Linked DNA regions of Gossypium hirsutum: region 1 is linked to region 2. A link is a contact called in public Hi-C data. All regions are on one chromosome and are shown on one strand. The core of a region is the stretch at or near the end of the contact, and the rest is flanking DNA. Distances in the headings are between cores, read along the strand shown. Region 1 holds the start of LOC107909918 (ATP-dependent DNA helicase homolog RECG, chloroplastic). Region 2 holds the start of LOC107909910 (a long non-coding RNA gene).

What was found. A called contact is a pair of places that touch in the nucleus more often than the background predicts.
Region 1: a Hi-C map of leaf shows a contact between it and region 2, with 2.9 times the contacts expected there. The contact joins the promoter of LOC107909918 here to the enhancer-like site in region 2. A contact is called at or near these places in 14 of 34 Hi-C or Micro-C datasets (callus, hypocotyl, leaf and 2 more).

What each region holds. Positions count from the first base shown.
Region 1 is chrD02:54,436,036-54,443,149 of Gossypium_hirsutum_v2.1, reverse strand. LOC107909918 (ATP-dependent DNA helicase homolog RECG, chloroplastic) reads right to left here and starts at 4,279. Exons shown (of 19, transcript XR_001687402.2): 1 at 4,124-4,279; 2 at 3,694-3,790; 3 at 2,836-2,918; 4 at 2,616-2,751; 5 at 879-1,514; 6 at 662-774.
Region 2 is chrD02:54,296,248-54,302,816 of Gossypium_hirsutum_v2.1, reverse strand. LOC107909910 (a long non-coding RNA gene) reads left to right here and starts at 23. Exons shown (of 2, transcript XR_001687399.2): 1 at 23-343; 2 at 689-1,027. Within about 2 kb of position 4,281, at least 7 of the 9 cell types and tissues checked have an H3K27ac peak or open chromatin away from gene starts, as enhancers often do. A contact at or near this core is called in leaf, where this site is marked.

The DNA of each region.
Region 1 (7,114 bases), core at 3,030-5,529, 140 kb before region 2:
TTGACAACCTAAATGTATATCTCAATAATTGCTATAAATGTAAATCTGTGTTGTACAAACAATTTTACAAGCTAGGGTAGATTAGTTGTTCCCAATCTCAAGGTTTTTCCTTTCTCTTCTTGTTTGATACATTAAATGGCACAGAACCATATTTAGAGAATTTTCAAATGGAAAATATATATATGCTATGCAGTAAGCAAGACAACTTTTAACATGTACAACCGTATGTATGACAACCCTTTTTTAGTTCTTGGGATGAAAAAAGACAAGGTCAGATTTTATGCCAAGTGGTTTGTAATCATATAATATGTCAACATATCTTGTCACTAGAAAACAACCTAAATTTAATGCTAATTCCAAACAATTGCATAGTGAAACATCAAATGATTTGTATGTTCTGACATTGATTATCCAAGGATATAAATATTAACACCACAGAAAAGTCAGCTCAGCTACCTAGGCACATCAAGGTACTTCACCTGAGGCTTGAACCTCACCTCAACATCAATCCAAATTTAGCACCAAGGGCAGCTAAGGAAATAGTAAAGAAGATATCTAGCAGACCAAATATAAGTGTGATAATGTGTTTCTGTCAACAAAATGATCATGGTTTAATGAGAAAAAGGTTAAATCATAGTTTAGTGAGCAAATGGTTAATCACCTTGACGACATAATTTTCCCAACAAAAATCAAGTACTGGCCATCATCAATCTCAGTTTGTGCATTCTGTAAATCTGCATAGGTCCGGGGAAAATGATGTAACAGTTTCCGCAACTGCATGACAGTAGGGTAAAAAGGTAAATAGGGTGAAACACAGCTTGTATAAATACAAGAACCTCCATCAAATGTGATTTTGACATAATTTCAAAAGAACCTACGGTGTAAAAGCCACATTCTTCTAGCTGGCGAGAGTGCCTTTTACTTAAACCAGGAATGCAACTGATGGATCTATCAAGAAATAAATCAATAGTTGCTATATCTGAATGTCGTTGAACCCCAACTTTACTAGAAGATACCTCCTTTGCAACTAGATGATCAGACTTCCCTTCAAATTCTAAAGTAACGGACCAAGAAGATTGATCCAATTTTTCTGTATTTTCTTCCACAGTAAGTAGATGATCTGACTTTCCTTCAGATTCCAAAGTTGTGGACCAAGAAGACTGATGTGAACCTGTACTTTCTTGTAATGCTGCAGAAGAACCAGCCTCTGAAAGAGGTTCATACAAAGAATCCCAGGTTTCAGACAGACCATTTGGATCAACCCACTTTTCATCCATTGAGTTAGATAAAAATCTTTGAGCTGCTAATAGGGCCCTTATTCGGGAGCTACTAGTTGCCTCATCATACAATTCTACTGGCAGGGAACTACCCAAAGTGATGGAAGGAAATCGTTTACATGCCAGGGAAAGATCAAAATCATCTGTAGCGTCTTCAAGATTTCTATCAGGTTGCTCATCAGGTCTTTCGTTCTCGAATAAATCATGAAGGCCACTATAACCCATCAAAACTGACACCTGTAAGCAATGAAATGTGGACATTGTGCATGGAAAAGTTACCAGATGTATAAAGGACAGAGCAAAGGAACATTTCAAAGTCCATAAGCAAAACACAATCAGATTACAAAACTTTCAAATGCCTCGTTACAAAATGAAAAGAAATATTTTAAATACATTACAGCAAGCAACCAAGACAAGTATCAGTTGGAAAAACATAAGTTATCTGAGGGAATGACTAAGAAGATGCCATAAATTAGTTATCAACATCAAGAGCCAGAAACTAAATTCAAGTTCACATATCCCTTCAACATGCTTTTACATAATTTTAAGATGTTGAACTTAAACTAAAAAGTGAATTTTCTAGTGCTGTGAATTCCAGAAAATTGAGTTCTTACTTGAAGCCTCTATATTACCATCTGATCCAAACCAATTAAACTCACCTTTAATCTATGACAGAGTAGCCCTTTAGCACAATGGGATCATCCTATTTTCATAAACCTTCCATTTTTTTTCATTTCCTGACTTGTTTATTGTTCTTGATTTGTTTAAGGGCATAAGAAGTTAAGAATTCAATACACTTGGATGGCTGATTAACTTAGAATGCAAGGATGTCAAGGGCTAAGATTACTAAGCAGCCATATAAATAGTGTTGTAATGCCTTGTTAGCAGTGTCTTACCATATATTTATTCAATTGATAAAGCCAGTCTTTTAGATTTGGTAAAGTTGGCCATTCTTCTCTTATATCCTTCTTCTAGTGTGATTCCTTCAAGTACTAATTTTTTATATTCAATGCATGCATATCAAAATATATAATTGTAAGATTTGGGCCCTCACTGGCCTTTAAACAACAAAAATGAAATAAAGAAAGAAAATGTAATATTAGTCAAGATTAAATACTAAAATATATAGTTTCTCATGAAAATTGCAGGGAAAAAGTGAAACAATAGAAGCTAGAGATCTGCTTTCTACAGGTATTGGAAACAGTAAGTACCCATTTTTATGCAAAACATAATAAAGCATAGAATGCAAAGAGAAGAGTTCTTTTATTGAGGATATAAGGAAATTTCTGAGAATCACAAACAACATCCAATAGCCAAATCTTGTAATTAGACATCTACCTTATTTAGCAGCTTTGAGCGACCTGAGATACTGGCTGTATCATAATTATGTACTTCCTCCAACAACTTTTCTGGAAACTTGTGCTTGGACCGCGAATAAATTTTCGAAACTTTATTGAAGAGGTAATTATGGAACCTAACATTAATTGAAGGCAACTCAAAGTAAAATTCCATCTCAACCATCATGGTTTAAGCAACCAAACTTAATGTAGTGCATTACCTCATTTTTCTACCTAAAGCATTCGTATAGCTTCTCTCTGCTTCAAAGACTATAGCACTTCTCAAACCTTTCCCGGTAAAACACTAAAAGAAAAGGAGGAAAATTTTAGAAGTGCGTAACAAAAATTCAGTGTCACCATGCTCATTTGATGCTTAAGATGCTAAAATAAGCCATGAAAAACAAAGAATTGTACATAAAAATTTCCACAATGGAATAACAGCACATTAAGTTTCCATGAGTATCTAAGAACCTGGAAAGCATGCTTGGTTGGATAAGCATACTTTGACATAGGCAGAAAATACTAGAAGCCAAGATCTGATTTATGCGAATGAATAAGTGCTACAAGGAGTAAGTGAGAGAGACAAAGAGCATAATAGAATTTCTAACTTGGCCCATCTGAAACAGATTTGAATGAATTTTAGGATCACTAGATTTGGAAGTAGTTAAGATTTTGTGTTAAGAGAATATGGTTGAATAACATAATTCACTTTCAAAGCAAAAGAATTCAGAATTTGAACTCAACAGTTACCTTCCAGCCTATGAGTTCAACCATGTAAATTTACAACTAAAGAGATGAATTTCTTTAACTTGGCAGTATTTACCACCAGTCATTTGTCCTACTGGGCTTTTCACCTGTAGTCATACTCTTACATACAGTAGCCTCTCAAATTTTCCACATGCACAACGATACATGTAATATGATTCATCATTCTTCTAATCCTGACCCAATCTTACAACTCCTACTCTGACTACTTCATAGCAGAATCTAAAACAACAATAATCTGAATAGACATATAAAAAATAAAAACTCTTGCTTTAATCATTCATTTAAAACAAAAGAGAATCCTGGTACTGTACCATGGTACATGAAAGCACGTTTGAGACAGTCAGTGCCATGTGAAACAAACTTACTGCACCAAAAGAACATGCCTAACTCATCAAAGCATATACAATCCTGCAAGACGGCATTTGAGTTAGAATCCAGGGAATACAATCAACTGCCACAACCCATACAAAAATGAAAACATAAACATTGGGATTTAAAAGACTTGGGTTTCTTTCAATTCATAATTTTATTTTCAATACAAGTCCACCATTTCCAGCTTCAGCTGGGGAAGGAATTTGAAGTTGTGAGAAGTGAACCAACGGAGAGAGAGAGGGGGGGGGGAGTCTAACTTGGCAGCTTGTTTACATGCAGTTTCCGAGAATCAAAGATGGGAGATGTAAAAGAAAACCAAATTGGAAGATAAAATATGGACTGAGATTAGGCAATTACGACGCTCCTCACCTGGATTTCTAACAACAAGATTTGTTTTGTATGTAGATGCGAATGCCTTCAGTGGCTGGGAATCTAAAGGAATTTGAAATAAAAAGTACATAAACATAGACGCCAGTTACAAGAGAGTAAAGAGTTTGGAAGAAACACTCAAACAAACAAAGCTTCCATTACATGCTTATGTTGGGCCGGAAACTGCTACTACTTGCCTCGTAGAGATGTTCCACTCCTTTTGGGCTTTTGCTCTTCCTGCCTTGCGTTGCCTTGCCTTGCTCTGCTCTTTAATTTTTCCCTCAGAATTCGGATTCATTCAAAAGCTTCCTTTATTGGTATATAATCATAAATTTAGTTACTAATTTTCAACTCTTTTATCACATTTTCTCTAATTTTTTATTGTTTTACCTCTTTTTAACTTTTTTTATATAAAAAAAATAACTTAAACTATTACAATTTTTATGGCATTAATATAATAGTCTGCTTAGCACTTTATATATATTTTATTGTGGATATAGGTAATTTATTTTTAAATTTTAAACTTTAAAAATTCTTATTATCTAACTAAATATTTATGTAATTTATTTTAACAAAATATTATCTATATAATATAATCCAATTCATTTCATTTAAATATTTTACCTTACCTCCTGAATATATAAATTAGGTAAGTTAAAATTAAATATTTGAAAATAATGATAAAATCTTTTAATTTAAAAAAATACTTCTTCTAAAAATGTGCTAATTATTACTTTTTAAACATTTTTACGTTAAAATGGGATTTTAAAATATATAATAATATAGATAATAATAGAATATGAGTAAATTACCAAAATAGTCACTTTTGTTTGTCTCGGTTTACATTTTAGTCACTTATGTTTGAAATGTTACGTTTTAGTCACTTACGTTATCGTGTTGTAACATTTTAGTCACTGAGCATTAATTAATTGTCGTTAATGGTGTAATAGTAAGCTGACGTGACACGTTAAATAATCATTTCAAACGAATATTTTAGGTTAAATTATACAATGGGTCCCTATACTTTTTTTTCATTTTGAGCAATTTAATTTTTTTTCTTTTATGTTCTTTGAACTTTCCTTCTTCTTTTTTCCATTCTCTTCTCTTTCTCCCTCTGTTTTCCTCCGTTCTTCATTTCTTTTAACGTAATTTTTCTATATTTTTCATTTGTTAAAACTAGTCCCTATATTTTTATTTTTTTAAATAATTTATTTTTTTTTCTTTTTATTTTTTTATTTTCCTTTTCTTCTTCCCCTTTTATTTTTCTTTCTTCTCATACTTTACCCACCAAATAAACCAAGCCCTTGTTTCTTTCACATGATTTCTGAATAGAATTTCAATCATTCTTAATCAAATCTCGATTTGAATATAACCTAATTTTGAAACTAAAATTGAATCTAACTAATCAATATAAAAAATCATTTACTTAATCAAATATAAACATAAATTGAATTATTTATATTTAAAATATTTTTTTTCTGTTTCCAAACTTTTATAGAATCGTGTAGATTATTCATTTCATTTTCTTTTTATTTTCTGATGAATAAAATTAAGCAAACGATAAAATTGATCTAAACCTTCTTGGATATTCCTAAGCAAGCTTGATTGGAAGTTGAGCATGGATGAACCAAAGAGAGAAAGGGAGCATGAAACCAAACTAGTTTGGGTAAAGTTGAGGGTAAGTTTCGTATGGTGGTCGTTTTACTCATTGAGAGTGTAGAGCTCGTTTGAAGAATTTGTGAAACAACGTAATTTCGAAAGGGCGAGAATGTTGTAGGTAAGATAGATAAAGTAGTTGTGGGGGTTGGTTAGGAGGTTAAGGGAACGGGCTCGGAAAATTTTGTTGAGGGTGGATTGCCATAAGTCACAACTGGTGAGGTTTTCGAGTGAGAAGAGCTTGTGGGCTAGGTCATTGAGAGATCCAAATTGGTTCGTTAAAGCTATGATGGACGATGAGGGTTTGTAATTGTGAGGTGAGAATATGCGAAGCAAATTTTATTTTGGTTTCAACTTTCGCCTTTTCTTTTTTCATAAACATAAAAAAGTTTTAACATATGGAAAACATAGAAAAACTACGTTAAAAGAGATGGAGAAGGGAGGAAAATAGAAGGAGAAGCAGAGGAGAATAGAAAAATAAAGAAAAAAAAGGATAGTTAAAAGAAAAATAAATAAATTGCTCAAAACGAAAAAATACGGGGACCAATTGTATAATTTATCCTAATTTTTTGTTTGAAATGATGATTTAACATGTCACGTCAACTTATCGTTACATTGTTAACGATAATTAATGGCTCAGTGACTAAAATGTTACAACGCGTTAACGTAAGTAACTAAAACGTAACATTTCAAACATAAGTGACTAAAATGTAACCTAAGCTAAACAAAAGTGACTATTTCGGTAGTTTACACAAAAAAATATTTAAGTTAAATCAAATAAAAGATAAATTATTATATTAATTTAAGTAAATTATGTTATATTATTTTTTAATAATTTAATACAAATTTTAATATTCAAATTTAAATATATTATATATTATTTTAAAAAATTAAATACATAATTATAATTATAATAGCGTTTAATTTTTTAAAATAAAACAATTAAAGGATAAATAAAGATTGTATAAGTTTAAAATGCATTTTAAAAAATTAAAATTAAATATTAAATATTAAATATTTTTTTTGGTGAAAAAACAAACTATCTATATTAAACTAACATAATAAAAAATTTGTTTTTCTATCAATCTCAAAACTAGGTAGTAGCTCTTCAGGAATGTCTTCAAACATCTGCAAATATGTACTCCTTTCTGTAGCCATCTTTGCAATAAGTACTCATTTCTGTAACCATCTTTGCGATACGATCAACGACTTGGTTTCTCTCCCTTGGAATATGTTTCATTTTCCAATGTTGTATAGCTTGTAAGCTCATGTGGATCCTTTGTAACAAAGCAGAAGATGAGTCTGCTAAGTGAACATCTTGAATAGTTTTGACTA
Region 2 (6,569 bases), core at 3,032-5,531:
CTTTTTATTATTTTATTATTTTAATTATATTTAATTTTTAGGTTTACCACCTCTCATCCCCTCCCCCTTATTCCCAAATTAGTTCTAAAACAAAAATCCCTAAGTGTCTGGTTGTTTGTCGCTCACCACCTCTACCCGTCCAACACCGCTGCTCGTTAACAGTAGTCTCCACTTTGACGACCACTCTGTCTCCCGCTTCCTTTGTCACCAACGCACAACTAATTTCTTCAGCCGGCCCTCCCCAAATTTCCTCATCCTTAATCCCTATCGCCTATTTTCTGTCACTTCGTCTGTTGCCTGCTTCCATTATTATAGCAGGACTAAGAACTCAAATCCAACTCAGGTAAGAAATCTCTCTTTTCCTCTCCCTTGCAGATAAGAAATCTCTCTTTCCCTCTCCCTTGCAGATTATGAAGTTTGGAGTATCTTTCAATTTTTTTCTTCCTTGGTCTAAAGTAACATCATTCTTTTGTAAAGGCAGGCCTTAATCATATCAGATAAAAAGAATTTCAGTAAGAAAATATATTAAACATATAAAAAAGCTTCTAACTAGTTTCTGATTGTTGACAGATGTGTTCCATATTTGGTAAATCACTAATCTGATGCTAAAAATAATTGTTTGCTTAAAATTGATGGAAATGCTAGAGATTTTGAGAGATTTTCATTCTTATCCCGATGCGGTTGGCAGGTAGAAAATTCAGTTATCAGGTGGAATTATTGTTTGCTCCTACGTTATCGTAATCGAGAAAATTGTGGATCAAAGTTTGATGGTTGACTCTAAGAAATTTACAATTGATTGTCATTGTAATAGTTGGAAAGTGTTAATACTTTTGAGTTGTGTTTTCCTTAATTAGAATAAGACTGAAATCTAATTGTTTGAATTAGACAAATATGTTGTTCTCTGTTGTATCTGGCTTAATGTGATCCGATTGTACAATCTAGCTGAGTATTAAGATTGCATTTTTTAAATCAGAATAGTCTATATATACTTCATCTTCTCAAAAATATATATAAAATATTTCATGCATGGTTTCAATTTCTAATATATTTTGTTTTGCATGAATAGAAATGAAATGTTGTGGAAAAGAGTTTATTAGTTGAGATGAGTAAGTATTACTAAAATTTTCTTTCTTTGGTAGGTACATGATTGAATATTGTTCGTTCTAATAATTTGTTTTTGAAGATTGAGTTAGTAAAGGAATTGAGTTATTTTCAAAATGTTTTAAAAAACGAAGTTTAATATAGAATGATATTATATTTTTTAAATTTATTTTATAAAATAAAAATTTTATAAAAAAACTAATATGGGCTAGGCTAGGTCGAGCCCAAGTTGACATATATAAATCGGGTTGGGCTTGGGCAAAAATTTATGCCCATTTTTCGAGTCAAGTCGGGCCCGGGGCTGTCATTTGGGCCTAAAGTTCTGTTAAGACCCGGGTTGAGCCCGGGCTAGCCCACGATCACCTCTTGGTGTTACATAATCTTTGGACAAACTTAAGCCTATTCTAAATTAAAGTCAAATTAAGTTGGAGAAGATAGTAGATGTAGATGAGTGTATGTTGAGTATCCATCATATTTTAGTCAAATAAGAGACTGATTGCAAGGCAAGTTAAACAAAATATATTTTCTTTCTAGAAAATTTAGTGTTTATTAGTATAATATATTTAGCATTTATTAACATAATTTATTTGACTTACGAATTTAGCCTATAAATATGCTCTTTTACAACCTTAGAAAATACACCAATTAGATATTAGAACTCATAACACTTTTGGAGAATTTTGTATTTATGTTTTGAGGGATCTTTGTTTTCAGGTTTCGGGGTTTAGTTTTATCACAATCTTTTGTACTCTTTATTTTTTTTCCATTATAGTAAAATTATCTTTATCCGTGATTTTTTATCCTCTTTGGATGTGTTTTTTCACATTAAATTTTTGTGTTCAATTTCTCAATTTCTTCCGCTATCTTTACTTGTTTGTTACTTAATCAGGTCGATCTCCAATAATGCATAATAATACTTTGTTATCTTTAAAATTTAATGATATGACACTATTTTATTAGTACCTAAAAATTATACTTTTTAAATGATCTCAATATAAGTTATTTCCATTAAATATAATCGATGATATCTCTCCAACAAACAGATTATATTATCCCTAAAAGTATTGCCTTATATTCAAAAACTTTTTAAACTATGTTGAACAAAGGGAAATCAAGGTGATCGCGAAAACCCGTATTAACTTATTACTCTAAAATAAATAACAAAAGATATTAAAGATAGATCATATTCAAAGAACCAAATACACATCATGAAGAAACTCGTAAGACAAAAAAAAAAAAACCATTGTATCCAAACATTGAGTACATCATACACAATAGAGTGAAATCAATACATTGACATCACATAAAGAGAAAACAAATTAACTTGTATATAAAATATCAATGAAAGTGTCCTTGTGTTCTTGCTCCACTCACGCTCTTCCTTCTCCCGTGGCTTGTCTTCGTCCCTTTTCATTTGTGTGCTCCTATTCCCTGCTATCTATTCTCCTCTTTTTTCTTTGATTTTCTGGTTTCAGGGTCAACATTATTATTTTATTGCTTTTTCATGCCAAAAACCCCCTTTTTAATTTCCAATGGTCGTTCCTTAAAAACCAATTCCTGGAAGTTAACTTTCAAACTTTTAAAATCAATGATTTCCCCCTACATACATAATATACTTAATATACATATATATAAGTTTAGCCACACATAGATATATGCAATATTTATCTTTTAACATAAAAAGTTGGGTTTCTACCACACATATATCTTTATATTTATAATTCTACATTTTTCTTTTTATTATATTAAAAATTAAAAATTATAATTGTATAAATAACAAGAAACATGACATAATAGTAAACTAACAATAGTAAAATTCAAAGTCAATTCAAACTTGATTCAGATTTGACTCGAACAAAATATGGTTACTACAACTACCCATTTTTGCATGTTGTAGAGCCAGAAACAATGCAAAGACAAAAAGTTGTTATTTTGTTTAGGATCATGAACTTATTTGCCTCGACGATAATATTGAGGCTCAACCTATTTCTTGAAAATAGATTTGACTTTTGATAAAATAAAAAATTAAAAATAATGATGATCTCAAGGCTTGACCCAATTTTGAAAATAGATTTGACTTCTGATAATTGAAAACTAAAAGCACCTCGACGAAAATCTCAAGGTTCGACCCATTATAAAAAATGAATTCAAATTTTAATAAAATGAAAAAAAAAACTAAAAGGACTCAATAGCAACCCTAAGGCTTAGCCGATTTTTGAAAACATGTTCGAATTTTGACAAAATCAAACTAAAAGGAACTCGACCGCAATCTCGAGGCTGAATCCATTTTTGGAAATGGATTTAACTTTTAATAAAAATGAAAAAAACTAAAAGGACCTTGACGACAATCTCGAGGTTCAACCCATTTTCGAAAATGAATTCAACCCTAATAAAATGAAAAAACACTAAAAGGACCTCAATAACAATCCCCAGGCTCAACCTATTTTTGAAAACAAGTTTGACTTTTGATAAAATAAAAACAAAAAGGACCTCGACCCATTTTCGAAAATGGATTCAACTTTTAATAAAATGAAAGAAAACTAAAAGGACCTTGACAACAACTCGAGGCTCAACCCATTTTTGGAAATAGATTTCACTTGATAAAATGAAAAATTAAAAGCCTCGATGAAAATCTCAAGCTTGAAAACAGTTTTGGTGAATTTTGAACTTCTTTAATAGACTTGTGTGGAACCAGAATCTGAAAAGACTTACTGGACGAAACCAAAATTTGAAAAATAGACCTGGCGAAACCAAAACTTTGACAATGGACCTGGGTAAAACCAGAAATTCGAGAATTAACCTAGGCAAAACCAAAAAATTTGGAGCAAACTTGGATGAAACCAGAATTTGGAAGGAGTTACTGGGCAAAACCAAAACTTCAACAATGGACCTGGACAAAACCAAAACTTCGACAATGGACCTGGGTGAAACCAGAACTTCGACAATAGAAGTGAGCGAAATCAAAATTTCAAAGGACTTACTACGCAAAACCAAAACTTCAACAACGGACCTAGGCAGAACCAGAAATATTGGAAAGAACCTAGAAGAAACCAGAATTTGAAAGGACTTACTAGGCAAAACCAGAACTTCGACAATGGACTTGGGCAAAACTATAACTTTCAGAACAAACCTGGGCCGAACAAGAATTTGAAAGGACTTACTGGATGAAACCATAACTTTGATAATGGACTTCGGAGAAACTATAAATCTCGAAATGAACTTGGGTGGAACCAGAATTTGAAAGGACTTACTAGGCGAACCCAGGATTTCAGAAATGGGCCTGGTCAAAACCAGAATTTGAAAATTAAACCTGGGTGAAACAAGAATCTCTTGAAAATTAACTTGGCTGAAACCAAGATTTGCATATACCTATTGGATGAAACCAGAACTTGGAAAATAAACAGATAGTGAAGAAACTTTGAATTGTAATGACAAGTTCAATTTTGTAAAGGTTCACAAAAAGTGCATTTATGCATGTGTTCCCTGTTATAAATGTGCATACTTGACAATGATGCAAAAAATCCAAGATAATGCAAATGCTTCATAAAGCAGTGCAAATGTTATTATGATAACAATAAAATATGATTATAGTTTCATGACTAAAATAACCACATGCATATGCTCTGGAATGATGCGAATGCTTCATAAACAACTGCAAATGTTATTACGATATCAATAAAATATGATTATAGTTTCGTGACTAAAATAACTACATGCATATGCTCTTGAATGATACAAATGCATGAATGCATAAGGTGCCTTGCCTTGGTCACTCTTCTCTAATTTGGCTTGATCTTCCTAACTCATTTCGCTTGCAAATCAGAATGCAGTCTTCAACACTCATGACCCACATTGTATAATTTATTTTCAAATGTTTCATTGTCTTTTGCCCCAGTAGTTTTTCATACTAAACTTTCACACTCTCATGACTTGTCTTTATTCTGTGCCCTTTAGTAGAATAACCCTAGTCCTTTTTGAACATCATGCCAAAAAAAATCCAAAACAAATGTGAATCTTGTGAAAAAAATTGAACTAAAAAAAATTTGAGTGTGGCACCCCAAACTCGGCCGGAACGGTTTGACTCGAATCTCGAACGTCACATTAGCCCTTCGCTTAAATTACCACAAAGCACACCAATCGACCAATCACACCATACAATTATTCAGTGAATATTTAAAATCCTAAAACCATGCTTCCACTACGCTACTTTGATCATCGAATCAACAACAAGACTAATTCACAATAAAATATTTAATAAGCAATTACCTTGAAAACTTTAGTTGAACATACATGTATGAAGTAGGGTACTTTTAAAAGAGATATATTTGTAGGGACTTGGAAAACCATTTTGTTCAATAATTAATTATTAGATCTAAATCGTAATGTAGTAAAATGTTGGAAAAAAAAACTCCATTTCACAAGGTCTGAAAATAGTAATATAAAATTTATACATATAAGTCTTATTTTGTAAAATTTATGAAAGCATCTTGCACAACCTCATAACATTATTAATTAATTAGTTAGCAGGAACTTAACAGTTTGTATGAGTTGACCAAATTTTATGTTACATTTCATGCATACCAAACACATGATTACATCCAAATCACACATAAGACATATAAAGCTTATCTCGATGAGCACCGACTTTTCAATCTGCACTTACAAGTTAGTCGAACATTTATTCAAGCCAATTATCAAACAATCACAATCCATCATTCAATCATCAGTAATATCACGTAATGATAAAAGATTTATACCAAACAATTAAAAAGTCCATAATGTCCAATTACAACCCAACAATTATAAGTAAGTCTAATACTAAATCTCAAAATTTGGCCCCTCATTGTCTTCCTCATTAGGTTTGGGAACACAACAACATGCCTAGGTATAGCCTCGTTATGGGTCACTTGGTTGGCTCACTTCCCCACCTCTTCACAAGCTAAATCATTGCAATGATATAAAAGAGTTGGTAAACTTATTGAAGCTTAGTGAATGCTCAAACATACTACAAATAAACACATCGGTTATGTTAAAAGGTGACATACTATAACGGTTCACATATTATTTCAGTCTACGCAACATAGTAACCCACACGATACAACAATTCTCAAATAATAAGCAGTGCACATATAATAAGTAATTTACATAAAATGGGCAGATCACATAAATTATCAATTTGCAATAAACATTTGTTCATATTAAATAACAGTTCATACCAAATGATAGCTCATGCAAAATAATAGTTCACATGAAATATCAGTTCATACCGAATAATAGTTTATGCAAAATAACAATTCATACTCCATCATAACTAGCATATTTCAAATAATAATAAATTGACATTTTTGTCATCATGAAACATATAGGGGACTCTATCATCACCTGTAAGTGGACTCTATCACCACACATTGGATAAATTGATCTCCTTATAACGTCACTTTTGGACTCAAAGAGTCCTACGCTGTCTT